4 separate regions of the Mus musculus genome follow, and all the other regions are linked to region 4. Evidence: chromatin contacts called from public Hi-C data. All regions are on one chromosome and are shown on one strand. The core of a region is the stretch at or near the end of the contact, and the rest is flanking DNA. Distances in the headings are between cores, read along the strand shown. Region 1 overlaps Plxna4 (plexin A4). Region 2 overlaps Lrguk (leucine-rich repeats and guanylate kinase domain containing). Region 3 overlaps Exoc4 (exocyst complex component 4). Region 4 has its middle 39 kb from the start of Gm22321.

Region 1 (4,131 bases), core at 1,024-3,523, 650 kb before region 4:
AATGAAAACCAAGTCGGCCAATGTGAGCATGGACATCAGGTTTCCCTTGACAGTAAATAACCGGGATTAGTGGAGTCTCCCCTTGAGGACAGGAACACTATCTGCAGCAGTCATCCCCAGCCTTGCCTGCTGATACTGTCTACCCCAGATCTTCAGAAGCTGCTCCACAAGCAATCTGGACAGCAGGGAGAATTCTAGTAGCTTTCATTATGAAATCTCTCCAGACACCAGGAGAAAGCCTTCAGTCCTACATACAGTGAAACCTCAAGTCCAGTCGATGAGACCTCCACAGAGGTTGGGAACTCTTACTCAATGCCTAAGAAAGAGACCAATGCCTAGGATAGAGCTAATGATTCAACTAGGGTGGCTTGCGTGGCTCAACAAGTTGGGGGAACTCTCTCTCATCTAGCTTCTATCAGAGAACCTCAAGTACTATACTTGGGAACTACAGAAAATTTGGCAGGATCCTCAGGCTCTGTAAAAACTTAGCCCACTATCTCTCTGTCTCTCAAGTCCATCCCCTGAGATGTCCAACCTCACAGTCTCATTGGCAATTCTTCAGGAGTTGTATAGGACCCTCTGCTTGTGGTGGGAAGAATCTAGAACCCCTCAGTCTCTCTGATCTGCACAGACTGTATGCCACCTGACATATCAAAGGGGACTTAGAAGGTGACAAGGTTAAGGACCTTGAGGTAGAGAGAGAGCACCCTACATGATAGGCATGCTTAGATCACATCAGGGCATAAAATCAAAGGCCTTTTCCTGGCTATGGTCACAGGGAGCCAAGGCAATGGAAGAAAGTAGGAGAGGCGCAATGCTGTTGGCTTTAGGGATGGAGCAGGACAGCACTGGCCAAGGAATGTGAGGGCCTCTACCAGCAGTTGCAGGCCAGGAAACAGATTGCCCTCAAGAGCCTCTAGGTAGAAAGGAAGCCCTGCTAGCACCTTAGTTTTAGCCCAGTGACACCTGTGTGGCATTCTGACCTCTAGGCAGTAAGACAATAGCATTGGCCTTAACTCAGCAAGCCCCTGAAATGTATTCACAGCAGTAGGAACCTAGCATATTGCTGGTCCATGGTGAGGCAGGTCCCACCCTCTCCTTGTCCTTGGGCTCCCCTGAAGGGGCTACTGACTTGAGATTTCCAGCAGAAAAGCTCTTCTGCCTCTGTTGGAACCCCTAGGGATGACCTAGAAGTTAGCTCTCATTCAGCCCCCTGGCAGGGAGCAGAGCTCTATCTTCCCTTTGAGTTCTTGGGGGTCTGGTTTGTTCAAGGACCCACCAGCTCTTGTTACTAACTCCTGGAACTCTAAAGTATTTGCCAAAATGGAGGGAGGGGCAGGGGGAGCAGAACTCTCACCCTCTGATCCCAGTCACCCACCCGATTACCCTTCCTGCGTTAGGCTCCCAGTGACTGCATTCAAAGGAGAGCAAAGCAGGACGTATGTGTGCTGGCTCACCTTGTACAGCACTCCCTACCTTGTTATTTGCTTGCTTGTTTATTTTCCAGACTCTTAAACATACTGTGCCATCTTAAACCACCCAGCAGGACATACCTGCAGCATTTCGAACCTTGTCTGATAAGCCAAGCATCAAAGCCACGTGTGTGGGCATGGGTTTCTCAGCACCTGTGCTTAGTAGGAAACTCAAGGAAGTTGTTAGCTTTAAGCCCCTCTGCTATCTCCCAAGAGGTCAGTCGGAGTCAACCTGGCATTTCTCTTCCCCCCCCACACACACCCCTAAGATTCCCTTCCCTTCCCTCATACTTGCTTTTAACAAATTTTTTCCATATTTTCATTTCTTTTTCTTGGACTACAGAAAGGTCTTTGTAAGCACAAAGCCAGATCTTGCCTTGCTCAGAAATATTTTCCTCACTGACTCTTGCTTGTTAGTTTTAATGTTTATCCTGGTCAATTGTTCCAAACATGAAATACCCATCTCTAAAGGGTTCCTCAAACCTGCCCTTGTTTTTGTTTTATTGTGGTGGTGGTGTTGTTTTGTTTTCAATATCTTCTGTATCATCTTACCTAAGCTTCAGACTGACCCTGTAAGCTGCCAAGATCTGCTATGAGTAGAAAAGCAAACGCTTGATACAGAGAACCCCGTAGGATCAAAAGACAGCGGGAAGAATTGTCTAAGGAAGAAAGAAAGCTCCTCTCACCAGACAACAGTGATCACAGCAAAAGCTAGGGCAGATCATTCCGCAGACCTACCCATCCCCCTCCTGGCTGACTACCTCCCAAGCCAGGCAGGGGCCCTGGAACCCAGTTCCGGGCTGTCAGCAGAGATAAATTTAGCACCAATGATCTCATCTTGCAGAGCAGCCTCAGGGCCTCAGAGTGCTCAGGGAAACATCACTTGGACAAGCTGAGAAGTGACAGACACTACTGGCCCCTACAACATAGGTGGCAGGCAAAAAGTTCCCCTTAGAGGGACACTAAGCCCATGAGGAGCAGTGGCCAGAGTGTGGCCAGCAGGTGGCAGGCTGAAGGAGCTGAGACATGGACACCCTGAACTTCCCAGGGTCTCCCAGACCTGGGCAATGAAGCTGAAGGCTCACAGCAAGTCCACAGATGATCAGAACTGCTAAGATCTGGATGAAGAACAAGCAGTGCCAAGCATTCTCACTGTAGAGATATGGCCCATGTCCCAGCAAGTCCCTCCCTACCCCATCAGGATATTATGTGGTGGAGTATTTATAGATACAACAGTGGGCAGAAGGCAGAAGTGGCTGGAGCCCATTGCTCTGCCTCCTGCCAATAATATAAGCCCAACAAAGAGGACAATCTCCCTTGTCCTTTACAGAAAAGAATGGAAACTTGTCACAACTGCAAACTTTCAAGTTCTTCCACTGAGATAAGCTTCCCTTTCTGGCTTGCCCTGCTGGTGACTTGCTGACCAGTTCCCCCAAGGTTTCTTAGTATGTGTCACAGTGAGGCTTTCGGTTTGCAGATCCTGGAGTAAAACATTTACGAGGGTTCCAACCACTGGGTCATGGTGCCAGGACAGTTCTTCAGCTGGAGTAAGGTTTCTTGGCTCCAACCTCTGCAACCACAAACCTTTCTGATGGAGGGAGGATGGCATGAAAGTCACTCAAGAGAATGGACTTGACACTTGCAAAAAAGGACAAAATAAGCAGCTATTTCTAGGAGGTAGGTCCCACCCTAAAGTGCAATGCATATTATGCTATTAAAGGGGATGGGAAGTGATGAGAAATAGATGTTGTCACCTAAGAAAGGCCAGGCTCACATCTCAACACACCAGGGCCACCCCATGTCAGTTTCAGTCACATTAGAGGAAATCAATTCCCAAGAACAAAGGCCTTCGGTTTGATCAATGCCATTCCTGGGAATCACCCAGGACACATAATTGAGGGGCTGTCAGAGAAATCAAAACACACTGAGAAGTTGGGGTGATCACCAAGGTCTAAGTCCTTCTGCCGGGGGGCAATGTGAGCGATGTTACAAAAGAGAGGAGAGTGTCACAGGCAAGAGAGTAGGGTGGACAGCACTTTTGCAGGTGAAGAGTTCAAAGCTTCAAAGAAAGGTGGTAAGATACAGAGCCAGGATGAACGATAGTGCAGACAGTTAGCCAGCAGAAGGTCCCACAGGGTAAGGCACAGGGTAAGGCACAGAGGAAAAGGCCAGTACTGTGTCAAGGTCACACCACCTGGGGTCTTGACGCTTTAGAGGGAGAATTAAAATTAGTCTGGATTGTTCTACATTTATTCTTAAAAGTCAAAATGATATTTTTTTTTCTGTTCTCTTAATTAAGCATAAACTTATAAATCTAGGGCCTTGTTTCCGGGCTATGGGAAGTGGAGGAGGGAGTCCAGAGTCTCAGCTTCCTGAGCTCTGCCTGTCTCCTTCTCCCAGGTCATTGGTTCCAGGAACAATGCCTCCCTGCCACAGGGACCCAGAGGGCTGCTCAGCTGAGTCACATGGCCTCTTCTTCCCTAGGATACACACACACACACACACACACCACTCCCACTCCCACCCAGCCCCATAAGGGCTGGCTAAGGCATCTATTTGGAGCTTCTGATTGTCCCCTGGTTATGCTGACCTCTGAGGATTTCCTACACTCTGCTGTCCTACCTCACCCCAATTCACACGGCTGTTCATATCCCTGAAG
Region 2 (4,210 bases), core at 1,632-4,131, 910 kb after region 4:
TAGTACCAAGATTCTGAATAAGTGATTTAGCTTATAATGTGCTTGAGAGTCCCCTCTGTCTCGTGGATAACTAAATGCTATCCTATATGTAAAATGCTTAGCATCGGGCCGGTGAGATAGCTTCTCATGTAAAGACATTCGCTGCCAAGCTTGATGACCTGAGTTCAACCCCCTTGACCCACATAGTGGAAGAAGAGACTTGACTCTCCAACGTGGTCCTATGACGTCCACATGTGTGCTGTGGCATGTGTGCATGTACACAATACACATACAAATAGAAAGTGTAGTAAAAATCCCAAACACTTAGCATAGTAGAGTCCTGATACTAAAAACAGTAATTCAGACATTTCTAATTGCTACCTGTAGCTTGTTAAAGTGGTTTTAGCCCTATGGAACGAACATTTACCAAGCAATTGCTTAATAGGAAACAGGAAACACTCTTTGACCGCGTCTCGACCCAACATTTGGTGCGTGAAAACTTCCCATTGCCAGTACCAGTCACTCAATGTGAGCCACAGTGCCTATTCACTGGGATAGTTACAGACTCCAAATTTAGTAAGAGACTACCGTAAAGTTTTCATCTGCTGGATAGAGTAGGCACTCAGAAGTTACAGATGGAATAAGTAAGTGATGGCAGTTAAAATAGAAGACGACGCTGTGACTGAGATGTGACGGAAGACATGCAGGGTCCATGCTCTCAGAGTGACACATGGGTATGTCACAGCAAGCAGCACCTGGAGTTTCATACACAGAGACAGGATCAGCTGCACTTGGGAGTTAAAACGTAAGAGCGGAACAAGCAGCTGAAGCTGGGGTAGGGCTAGGCTCTGGGCTGTGCACAGACACTCACTTGATACTGTAAGCAGTTCTCTGATGACCAGGTAAATTTAGGTGATAGGGTGGTATGTATTCTAGCAGTATCTATAGGGGAGCGGGGAGATTCCGGACTAAGGGAGTGCTTGGAACATAAAGTAGGTTAAAGATAAAACACTTACGATGAAACCATCACCAATTGGGTGTCAGAGACCTCATTGTCACTGTGAGACAGGACAGTGGGGGATACTGGGTCATGGCAAAGGGAATCAGAGACAGACGTTACTATATATTAAGGAATTGGGTTTAAGAATCATATGACTGAAAATCAGGGAGGAGGGATCTCAGAGGCAGAAGCTGTGGAGTTCATAGCTCTAGGTCTGTGAAATAGGCCAGGAAGGAAGGAAAAGCCAGGGAGAGGAGGGGAGGTGGGAAGGACAGCAGTATAGGAAAACAGATTCTTCGCTGATGTGCAGGTGAAGACGAGTGTGAGAAGGGACCAATCCAGAGGTGTAGGAGAAGAAGAGCTACATGCTAGCTGTATGATCACGCTCCGCTGGGGCAAGGACATCTCCAGAACAAGGAGCTGGGTTATTCTGCCAATAGGTCAAATGGGAAGAGGCCTGTTTGCCCATTGGCAGAAAGGTCTGATAACGTCTTCCAGGAACCTCGAGTGTGGAGCCTTGGCTTCGGAATCTGAGAGAACGCTGGCAGTTTTACCCACTCGATATCCACAGCTGTGGTGACCAACAGGCCTTCCTGAATAAGTAAGGAAATGGTGTCCTGTGCAGTCAGGTGACCTCTGGAGCTCTAGGTGGGAAGTTTGGGAGGAAGGCAGGATGCCTCCACCTCCCTCCCTCCTAGGTTTTACAAGACACTTCATACACAGGCATGAATGTCCTTCCTACTTGGGAGCAGCGTGGCAGGCATGGGACTTTTGCACACAGAACTTTTATTGACACATTCGATGTGTCCCAGACACCATGCCAAGGGCTTTCTATACATTGTCTCTTTAATTCTCCTTAGAATATTAAAAATAAGGAATAGAAGAGAAGCGATGGTCTTCCTAATCTCCTAGCTCTCCTAGCTGGACCCACGAGGTCACTATGAGGTAAAGTGAGGATGAGCAGGTCAACGCAGACTAAGGGTATGAGCATGGTGGTTTTTAATATTACATGCATCAGGGTAGTATAGGGAAAGATTTTTTAAAACCTCCTCTTACAGTTGTTTGTTTGTTTGTTTTTGTAATGGCCCTCATCAGTTGCAAACCTAAGTTTTCCTTGCTGAGGGGTGAAGACCCCACTTCTCTGTGGGCTCAAGGACAGATGTTTATAGATCGTTGTCAGGGATTATGCTGGGTTAGTAAATGAGCCGTTGTAGATTCTCCTCCAATAACCACCGTTTAACAAGCACTGAATAGTTAGCTAGATGTCCAGAACCAATCCGGGGGAAAGGCTGGAGAGATGGCTCAGTGGTTAAGAGCACTGGCTGTTCTTCCAGAGGACCCAGGTTTGATTTCTAACACTTACACTGTGGCTTCTAATCTTATCTTCTTAATCCATTTCCAGGGGGCTCCAACGCCCTTTTCTGTCTTCCAAAGGCACCAGATAAGTTATGTGGTACACAGACTTAAATGCAAACAAGAACCCCCATACAGATCAAATTAAACAAGCAAACAAATCCTACAAATGAAATATGGAAGAGTCTGGAGAGGTGACTCAGCAGTTCAGAGCACGTGTTGCTCTTGCAGAGGATCCTGCTCTGGTTCCCAGAATGCAACTGGTGACTCACCACCATTCATTAACTCCAATTCCAGGGGCTCTAACACCCTCTCTGTCCTCCTCAGGCACTAAATGCCTATGGAGCCTGCAGGCAAAACACTCCTACATATAAAATCAATAAGTGTCAAAAAATCTATTATCATTATTTATTCAGGTGTGCGGCACACATGTGGAGGTCAGACAGCAACTCGTAGGCATTTGTTCTCTCTTGCTGCTGTGGGGTTCCGGTCCTCAAGCTTCGAGGCAAGGGCCTCCACCTTCTGAGTCAGTCATCCTGCCGATCTGGAAACAATTTTGATGTGAGATTTGAGGGTCTGCACACCATGCTAACAGGGGAAGGGGAGAGAGGATGTAGGCCGCTTAAAGGGACGGGGAGGGGGCAAATGTGAAAGACACACGGGCTCTCTTAGGACAGTTGGGAGATTTGAGAGCTGGTGGCACAGCCTGCCTCACTGTGGTGTCAGGCTCTCTCTGCTCCTGTGATAAGGGTCAGTCTCCTCCAGCTGATGAAACTCCCGGGGAGGGGATTTACAACAATCGAGTTCCTTTTGAAGGATCTGCCTCTCTGTAGATAAAAGCAGTTCAGAGAAAGTCTCTCCTTGGCGGGCGTTCGCTGGTTTTTCAAGTGCCTTCAGCATCAAACAATCAATACACCAAACGCAGCCTACTTTGGAGGGATGGTGTGTCTAGAACGGCTTTAAAGAAAAACACACTTTCTATTTATAGGTGGAGAAATGAGGTTCAGAGAAAGCTTTGCCCTCCCCCCAAGTCACATGACAGGTTATGGGGTTCAAGCTGAGCCCACCTGACTCCAAAAACCATGCACTATCTCCAAGCAGGCAATATTCCCTGGGGACGTCCTCTTTTTATACCAACATGACTCTGTATACTTAGGACCTCAGGACCAACAACAAACAGCATTCTTGGCTCCCGGGTTAATAAAGAACTAACAAGCAGATGTTTTCCATCACAGTTCATATGCTTGCTCTTCATGGTTAAGTACTTTATGTCAGCGTGGCTGCCATGGTGACCGTTTTCTGTCATCTTGCTGATGTCAGTGTCTGTGCTGGCCATTGCAGAGTTCAGGGTAGGAGACATAGATTGGCGTGTTGTATCTCCTGTCTGCCATCACTGCCTTGCCCATCCACTGACTGCAAGCTTCCTCAAGGAAGTGACCCACTAAATCATCTTGTAAATTAGATGAATCTTACAGAATCAGCAACCAGGAAGTGAGCTGAGGACTTGGTTTGTTCGGCAAGAATACCAGATTTCAAGACATTATTGCCTTTGTTTGATGCAACCGTCTTTTGAGGGCTGGGTAAGCAGCCTAGTGCAGAATCACAGACAGACTGACAGACTGACATTTCATTCCAGCTCTGTTACCTACTGCCATGCCATTTTGAGCAGGAGTAACCTCTAAGCCTTAGTTACTTAAATTGGAGATAAGAGTGCTGCCCCAGGGCTGTCAGAAGGATTAGCAGGTTGATAGCAGAGCTCTTGCACAGGGCCACCAACATTCATGTCCCTGTGGCCCCTGTGCTCTCCCAGCCTTGGACACCAAAGGGAAGTGGCACCTGACAAACCGGTGGCGGGTGGTGGCAAGGCATGGCTTTGAT
Region 3 (3,918 bases), core at 823-3,322, 800 kb after region 4:
GCTCCTCCAGATGACTCAGGTTCAATTCCAAGCACCCACATAGTGGCTCACAACCATTTGTAATTCCAGTTCCAAGGAACTCAGTGCCCTCTTCTAGCCTCTATGAACAATGCACACTCAAGGTGCAGGCATACATGCCAGCAAATGCCCATATACATAAAATAAAAATAATTTTATGTTTTGATAAGAATATAGAGGAACTAGTGCTAGTGGGAAAATGGAAGGTACAGTGGCCTTGAAGAACAGTTTATCCCTTCTTCAAAAAGTTAAAAATAGACTTATCATATGATTCAGAGATTCTACCCAAGAGAAATCAAAAATAAATGCACTAAAAAAGTTTTACCCAAATTTTATAACAGTGTTAACTGATGGGTGAATGAAATGTGAATACATACAATAGATATTATGTGGCCATAATATGAAATTTAATATATGATGAACCTTTACACATGAGGCTAAATTAAAGAAGCTGGCCATGAATGGCTACATTGTATGTGACTCTGTGCGAAATATCAAAAATTGGCAAATCTTCAGAGCTAGCAGTTACTTACTGTTTGGAGCTTGTGAGAAAATGAAGATGTGGACTCAGGATTTCTTTTGGGAATGAGTAACATGTTCTAAAATAGATTTTGCAGATGGCTGTACAACTCTGGATATATTAAATGATCTTGAACTCTATACTTCAAATATGGAAATTGTATGGTAGCTGAATTATATTGCAGTAAGTTTTTTTTATGTTGAGCTTTAAAGCTTTAAAAGTCCCAAATGATTTGTCATAGAAAATGAGTAGCTCAAGTTTTATACCACATTAATAGAGAACTTTGTCAAGGAAATATCCTACGCATTTTCACATTTCCCTAATCATCCTGAGAGGTGAACAATCAAGGAAGAATTTGTAAGGAAGTGATGCATAATTTAAATACTAAGTGGATTTATCCAGAGTTGGGGAAGAGCCATTCAAGCAGAAAGTGAGGGACCCTGAAAGATGAGGTCTGGGGGAAGTGAGATCCCCTGTGGTAAGCTGTGGGTGCCACTTTCTTGCCTATAACTCGAAACATCCCCTTCATCATTTCCCTTGCCCTCACTTATCTCCTGTTATCATATACCTAACCTATTTTATATCTGATTGTTCACCTTGTCTACCCACAATAGAATGGGACCTCCATAGGCAAGGGCTCTTTTTATAGCATTCACTGCAGTAGCCCCAACTGAGTAGGACCTCAGTTGTAAATGTTCTCAGTTGTAAAGTGATTGCTGAAGGTGTGGTCATGATTCTGCTCAGAGCTAGCAGGAATAAAAACAGATATGGGAAGTAAGACGGAGTTTAAAAACCAGCTCAACTTAAGTAATGGTTGAATGTCAGAGGCAGAGGAACGGGAGTTAAGGATGACCCTGGAGCATCTACACACAGAATCAGCAAGTAAGGTAGGGGAACGGGGAGGACTGGGCTACAGTGTGAGGATATGTGTAAGATGCCTGTGGGACTTCAGAGCAGATGTGTCTAAGACACAACAGGAAGCTTAACAGAAAGGGTGGGAGTAAACAAACAGACCTGGGGAAGCGTCAGCATGGAGCCATCCAACCTCGGAAAGGAAGGGTCCATAGGCCAAGGGCAGTAAGATGGTGATGCATAAAGCCAGCAGAGCACAGAGCACACAGCCATGCTGCTACCTGAGTAGAAATGCTACTTCCCCTGTCAGTGCACAGATCAGCCTCCTTCAGGATGAATGAAAGCCATGTCTCTTTTTAAGTCACCCACATCCCACGTGAGCTCGCCTACCCAGATTCTTCCTCGAGGTACCAGGAGCCCAGCCCAGAAACTAAACGTGCTAAGTGGGACCCCTGCTTCATCCTTGACCTTTGTACTTTGCTAAGTCTAGGAATGCCCTCGGCCATGACTGAGAATGTCGAATTCCTCCCTTGGGGGCTGTTGTGTATACTTATCTTCTACAGGCTTATTGCAGAGGGACATTGTTTTGGTTTTTTGCAAAAAGGTTAAGTTTTCCTGGAGTGACCGGGGCATAGCTTGCTATAGGATTAGCGATGCCGTGCTGCCACCTACTGGAAGCACCCACAGCTGTCAGGACAGACCTGTGACTGAAGACTTCAGTGCCTGGGCTGAACACTGACTGCTTCCCCTTGCAGACTCCTTTGCTCGGCCAGAAACAAAATATTCCCTGCATCTGTTTCCGCAGTCATTTTGAAACCAGCTTTATCCTGCCACCAGTCATGTCTGCCCTTCCAATCCCAACCTTTTTTGCAAGCTTCGCTTTAAAGGGCTTCATCTGACCAGTTTCTGTTTGGATTTGTGGTCACATGAGGCCAGTCTTCTGCCAAACATTCTTTTAATAATGATGACCTCTAGAAGCTCTGAGAAGGAGCTTTAATTCAGCGGTGATAATAAAGCTAGCTCTGACTCCTGGCAGCCAGGAAAAACAGGCAAGTGATGGGTTTTATAGCTTTTACTGCCTGATATAAAAAAAAGGTACCTGTTAATAAAAGTCAGTGATAAAACAAAAATGAGTATAATTTGATATCCAAGAGTGTTTTCTTAAGGACCGTCTATTACATTATTTAAATAATGTTACTTTTCTTGAATTTAACCTTCTTTTGACTTTGCTACCCATTTCTGCCTATACCGTTTTCTTCTGGTCTTGCCTCTCTTAAGTTTATTATACTTAGAGTAGATCTCATACATTGCAGAAACTAATTGGTCTCTAATTAATGGTTTAATTGGGGCTTTTTGGATGCAGGTGAGCATGCCTCACCAGCCTGCATAGCCTCCAGAGCGCCTGAAAACAATGAGAACTCATAATCTCCCCAGAAAAATGCCTGCCTCTAATTAAGGTCTGAGTTCTCCGAGACATGCCTCACGTGTGAAGGCCTTAGTTAAATAAGATTTCCTTCTTGTCGTGATAGCATACAGTCAGTTTCTAACTTGGGGTTCCTCCCAATTCCTGGCAGACAATGGATCTGTTCACTGTTGCTTATTTGCTGGCACTGGCATTGCTCAGAGAATACCATAGATGGCAGATGCTATTATGCAATGAAGATCCCAGGGAATAGAAATGAGAAATAACTTGCCCAAGATCTCCCATCAGATTGTCTTTATGTATCCTTCGGTGCCTCTTTGGTCTCGTGCTTAAGAAATTAAGTTAGCCTTCCGTGTGAGGCTGTTCTTCTGCCTGAAAGGACTGGGTTACATTGTTCTATGTAAAAATTCCAAGAACTATCACTTATTGATTTTAGTAGAATTCTTACTGAAAAATTGGAAGCTGGAAGCTGACCCCCTTCTTGTTTTATAAATAAAAGTTTAGTGTTGAAACTAACATGTTTAAAATTCAGAAACACAGACCAATGAGACAGCTCATCCAATAAGTGGCTGAGGCAGGAGTACCTGAGCTCAGTCCCCAGAACCCGTATAAAAATAGCTGAGTGTGGTAGCCCACACTTGTAATCCCAGCACTGGGGAAGAGGAGATAGGTAAATTCCTGAGGCTAAGTCCAATCCCCCTCACTTAATAAGCTCCATCTGTCCAAAAGGAAGTTAGAGACACCTGAGGACTGAGGCCCAAGGTGGTTCTGAAGCCCACCCACACCCTAGTTCCCCAAAATAAAGACTCTGAGACTTCTTATATATGAATAAATGCCTAGACCCTTTGGCTTGTTTCTGCTAGCTGATAACTCAGCTATTCTGTTTAAACTAGTCTGAGGCCTGCCACATGGTTAAGTTTATCTCATCTCAGGTTCATATGACTGGCTTCCTCAAAGTAAAGGACAAATTTTCCCAAGCCTGACCACACATACACACACACACACACACACACACACAGAGTACCTTCTGCATTCCTCTGCATTGCTTTCCCCCTTTCCTAATCTGAAAAGACCAAACCCAGATGCTGAAAGGAAGCCACATGGC
Region 4 (4,127 bases), core at 1,276-3,775:
ACTAATTGAGAAAATGCCTTACAGTTGGATCTCATGGAGGCATTTCCTCAACTGAAGCTCCTTTCTCTGTGATAACTCCAGCTGTGCCAAGTTGACACACAAAACCAGCCAGTATACCCTTCTTTTCCTCCTTTCCATGTTTATTTCTCCCTGCAATTAAAACGGTTTTCTCTCAGGGTGAGATATATGGCATATATTTAAAAGCAGTAGAATCTTATTTTCTCTCCAGATGTTGCATAAGTACCAAATACAATCAGAGTTGTCGACTTGGAACTATGATAAGGGCCTTTCTAAGGGTCCCAGGAAAGAGACGAGAGTATAACGTGAAGATTCTTACCATCTGCCACACAAGCACGTTAATAACTTTCTCTGTCTTGAAACAATGTGGCTGGCTCAGAAGTGTCCCACACTGCCACTGCTATCTCTTGTCCTCTGCCTTCTCATCCCTCTCCACGTCTTTCTTTATTTCTCATATTTTTCTGTTCTTATCCTCTTCCCCTTCCTCCCATCATCTTCCCCTCCTCCCCCTGCATCCCTTTTCCTCTATTTCTTCTTTACTCCTCCTCCGGTCCTCTCCTCTTCCTCTCTCCATCGCTTACTTCTGTTTCTATCCCTCTCCTCTTTTCCTGTCCACCACGTCTTCTTCTCTTCATGCTCCTTTCCTCATTCAATTTTCATTTTCAAGGAAAAATTCCTGGTCATGGACTGACCAGCAAAGATGTGGGAAGATGCCATAGATCCTGAACCCAATTCAGTCCATAGAGTCCAAGGAGACACGTTCTACCTGCCAAGCAGCACTAAGTGTACACTCACCAATTGTAAGCAAGCCAAGGCCTCGGGGGTGGGTAATCAAGCAACGTCATGGCAGTGATTTAACACTTGGAAAGTCTTTTGCATTAGAGAGAAGAAATGACAGAAAGAATAGTAACTCCATCATATCTACACAATGTTTTCTTAAAAGCTTGAAGCAAGGTAATTATTATCACACATGTATGAGTTAAAAGGGGCAGCGTTTTCTAGTCTGAAAAGATATATATGGTTTACTAAGTCAACCAGGACAAGGCAGGCTAAGTCCAGTTGGTATCAAGGCTTTCCAAATACAGGGCTGTGTTCCATCCAGAGCACGAAACACAAGGATCCCCCAGGGGACGTTCAGCCGGCAGGAATCTGAGCAGCCAGCAGCAGGAGAAGTCAGTACAGCAGAATGAATCACAGCCTGGGGCCAAAACTTAACTCAGTCCTAGCTCAGCTGCTTTGACAGCTCTTCAGCAGAGGATAGCAGGCATCGCGCTACCACTCTAGGACCAGGATTTCAGCACAGCAGCGGTGGACAGTTCCCTACACACTTCTCTGGCTTCTGTTCAACATCCCTCAGAAGGGACTCGGAAGCCGCCTGCAGGTGAGACCTGGAAATACAGAGGCCGTAATAAGCTCAGCCATTCATAAGTGAGTCAAGGCCTCAGCAGGAACAGAGAGCAACCCCCAAGACTTGCTTCACTCTTTCTCAGAGAAGCTCAAGGAGTAAGGACCAGCCACCCACAGCAGTCTCCAGTCATTAAAACAAAACATTCCTTAGCTATTTATTGGTTTTCCTCCCTACCTTCCATTCCTGGTTTCCCAGATACGTTCCCCCCCCACCACCACCACCACCACCAAATCACTCCCTGGATTCAAGTTAATCTCCAGATTTGTTTTTAATGCAATTCAAGCCTAACCCAGTCTCTTCTCCTTCGCTTCTCCACATCTCTCACTCATTTGATGGGTCTGTTGAGTCATACAGAATATTAGACACTACCAGCCCCACCTTCAATTGCTTTCAAGAGACACCCCCCCCCCATGGCTCATTCAATGTCCTTGTAACAGCAGTAAAATTTGCTAATGACTGGTTCATGTCTCTGTTGTCTGCATCTCCACATTGAGGATGCTCTGAGCTGGCCTTATTACTGCCCAGCATTTTAAATAGCTCCCCCTGTCTGTACCCTTAGACCATCATTGGCCAACTTGTTCTTTTTTGAGCTAGACAGTCACTAGTCAGGCTTTGCAGCCATGACTCGTCTATGGTATACTGTAGTAAACATGGGTGATATAGAAATGTATGATTAAGGCTGTGTTCCACCAAGGCTTTAACAATGGATTGGACTCTGAAATTCATCCCATTTACACGGACCACAGAATACTCTTTTGCATCAATTCAGTGATTAAATAACTGTTTCGGATGTAAAGGAATAATCAGGGTAGATTGCTGGGTCTTGACCTAAATCTTGAGCTCTCCAAACAAAGAATGCTTTCTCCAAGCATCTCACTGTCATTGCTGGGCATGGTGCCCAGCACACAGAGCATTCTTAGCACAGAATAGGTGGCTAAGCAAGAGGAGCAAAGGGTACTCCCTACTTGCTTCCAGAAAGGCACTCACCTGCTGAGCCTCACAGTCATCTCTCCATGAAGTGTCATGAAGACAGGCTCTTCCTACATGTAGTGTCCCTCTGCCTGCTTGAGTATCTCTCTCTGTGCCCCAGTCTCTCTGATAAGCACTTGATTTGTGGGTCTGAGTTCACGGCCAGTAGCATAAAACCGCCCTCTTCCCAGCCTGGTTTCTAGAATTCTTCAGGAAACATTTGGCAATGGTTAGCCATCTGAATTTGTGTGTGGAGAACAGGATTATGGGTAACAGGTGTTTCTGCTGATTCTGCCAGAAGAAGACTGTTCCAACCAGCTGAAACTTGAAAGCGTTGTTATTGAAATCATTCACACACACACACACACACACACACACACACACACACACTCCAGGGGAAAATAATGCATGGTTACAATCTGATCAAGCAATATTCCTAGCTGCTGTTCTATAAGCTTCGAGGACATTCCCTTAGATGACTTCCCCATTGATTTCATCCACACTGAAAGGATAACCATCTGCAGACTCAGCCTAAAGGATTTATCACTTCCTGGTTCTGGTGCTAAAACAACTGCCCACCACTGATAAGATCAGGAGACTGGTTTAACAAATTGAACTTTAATATGATTTTCCTAAGAAAATTTATCATCCCCAGATACCCCATGGCATGCTGAAACAGCCTCTGCAGGAGATGAAGGGATAAGAAAGCCCCGTAACAGCATGGCCTTTGGGCTCAGCGATGCTCTGATCCATGCATTAAGATTGTATGGGTACATGTGTGCCCCTGTGGGAGCTCCCAGGGAAGTGTGGTGACTTGGGAAGAGAAGTGTGACCCACACACATCAATGACCATTTCAGGGAAGGACTGAACAGAAAGGAGCCCTTGAGTCCCCTGCTCCCTGTCTGAGTCTTCTGTCACACCCGTGGGTAATCTGGTACCCCAGAACCAAGCCACTGGGCCTTTGTCACCCTCCCACCATGGAAACTTGTTTCCAGAGAGAACATCGGATGAAATACTCATGCTGAATGCTGCAGCCTGGAATAATCATAATGTAAAGTACTGACTGTTGGACTCTTCCTGTCAGAATGCCAGTCCAGGCAGGCCAGGATGTGTACCTGTCATGACGTGTTACAGTTTTCTTAAAATAGCCAATGAGTAAGTGACACACATTTAGTTACAGAAACACTGCCATAGAACACACTACAGAGCACATAGAGAGGGAATAAAAAGCTCAGATAAACCTTTGCAGAAGGCCTGATGCACATTGGCCCACACATACCCTGATGATTGTACTTGCAGACATGCTTGTTTTAACAAATACAGTATTTTTAAAGTGCCTAGAAGAGTGTTCATAGGAACAAGATATGATTTTTTTTGTCATTTTCTTAACCAAGCAAACATAAATAAAACAAATGAAAAGCTGACAAACTTTCATAGATGGCGAGGAGAAGGGAGAGAAGGAAGTCCGACTCAGGAAGGGAGAGAGGGATGTCTGTCTGTCCCAGCATCCCTCTCCTGTCTGAGGAGCACCCACATTTTCCCTTTACTCTCTCAGTTCTTCCAAATTGGGGGTGTTTTTTTTCAATTTAAGCTCATAACTGCTGTTTATTGGCAGCAAGATCTCTCAGTCCCAGAGTGCTAGGGTTGGGAAGGGCCACAGCCCCGTGCACTTTGGGAATCCCTGAGCTACTGCTGCTATATTTTAACAGATTTCAGCTAAACAAATGCCTC

What was found. A called contact is a pair of places that touch in the nucleus more often than the background predicts.
Region 1: a Hi-C map of the N1E-115 cell line shows a contact between it and region 4, with 5 times the contacts expected there. The contact joins two enhancer-like sites. A contact is called at or near these places in 1 of 15 datasets of contacts at CTCF or cohesin (pro-B cells) and 5 of 484 Hi-C or Micro-C datasets (the N1E-115 cell line, granulocyte-monocyte progenitors, myocytes and 2 more).
Region 2: a contact with region 4 is called in a Hi-C map of the N1E-115 cell line, with 5 times the contacts expected there. The contact joins two enhancer-like sites. A contact is called at or near these places in 10 of 39 promoter capture datasets (the 3T3-L1 cell line, 3T3-L1-derived adipocytes, the C10 cell line and 5 more), 2 of 15 datasets of contacts at CTCF or cohesin (embryonic stem cells and pro-B cells), 5 of 484 Hi-C or Micro-C datasets (the HL-1 cell line, the N1E-115 cell line, adipose-derived mesenchymal stem cells and 2 more), 1 of 115 datasets of contacts at active chromatin or transcription factors (astrocytes) and 1 of 9 other capture datasets (embryonic stem cells).
Region 3: a Hi-C map of the N1E-115 cell line shows a contact between it and region 4, with 7 times the contacts expected there. The contact joins two enhancer-like sites. A contact is called at or near these places in 1 of 15 datasets of contacts at CTCF or cohesin (pro-B cells) and 11 of 484 Hi-C or Micro-C datasets (the G1E-ER4 cell line, the N1E-115 cell line, adipose-derived mesenchymal stem cells and 8 more).

Annotation. Positions count from the first base shown.
Region 1 is chr6:32,477,033-32,481,163 of GRCm38.p6, forward strand. The region is part of intron 3 of Plxna4 (plexin A4); the gene reads right to left. Among named protein-coding and RNA genes, the nearest start is that of Plxna4os1, 32 kb to the right of the region's middle. Within about 2 kb of position 2,274, at least 78 of the 459 cell types and tissues checked have an H3K27ac peak or open chromatin away from gene starts, as enhancers often do. A contact at or near this core is called in the N1E-115 cell line, where this site is marked.
Region 2 is chr6:34,031,685-34,035,894 of GRCm38.p6, forward strand. All of the region lies in intron 1 of Lrguk (leucine-rich repeats and guanylate kinase domain containing), which reads left to right. Among named protein-coding and RNA genes, the nearest start is that of Gm38786, 4.1 kb to the left of the region's middle. Within about 2 kb of position 2,882, at least 21 of the 459 cell types and tissues checked have an H3K27ac peak or open chromatin away from gene starts, as enhancers often do. A contact at or near this core is called in the N1E-115 cell line, where this site is marked.
Region 3 is chr6:33,927,854-33,931,771 of GRCm38.p6, forward strand. The region is part of intron 17 of Exoc4 (exocyst complex component 4); the gene reads left to right. Among named protein-coding and RNA genes, the nearest start is that of Gm13853, 63 kb to the right of the region's middle. Within about 2 kb of position 2,073, at least 48 of the 459 cell types and tissues checked have an H3K27ac peak or open chromatin away from gene starts, as enhancers often do. A contact at or near this core is called in the N1E-115 cell line, where this site is marked.
Region 4 is chr6:33,125,431-33,129,557 of GRCm38.p6, forward strand. No RefSeq gene overlaps it. Among named protein-coding and RNA genes, the nearest start is that of Gm22321, 39 kb to the left of the region's middle. Within about 2 kb of position 2,526, at least 54 of the 459 cell types and tissues checked have an H3K27ac peak or open chromatin away from gene starts, as enhancers often do. A contact at or near this core is called in the N1E-115 cell line, where this site is marked.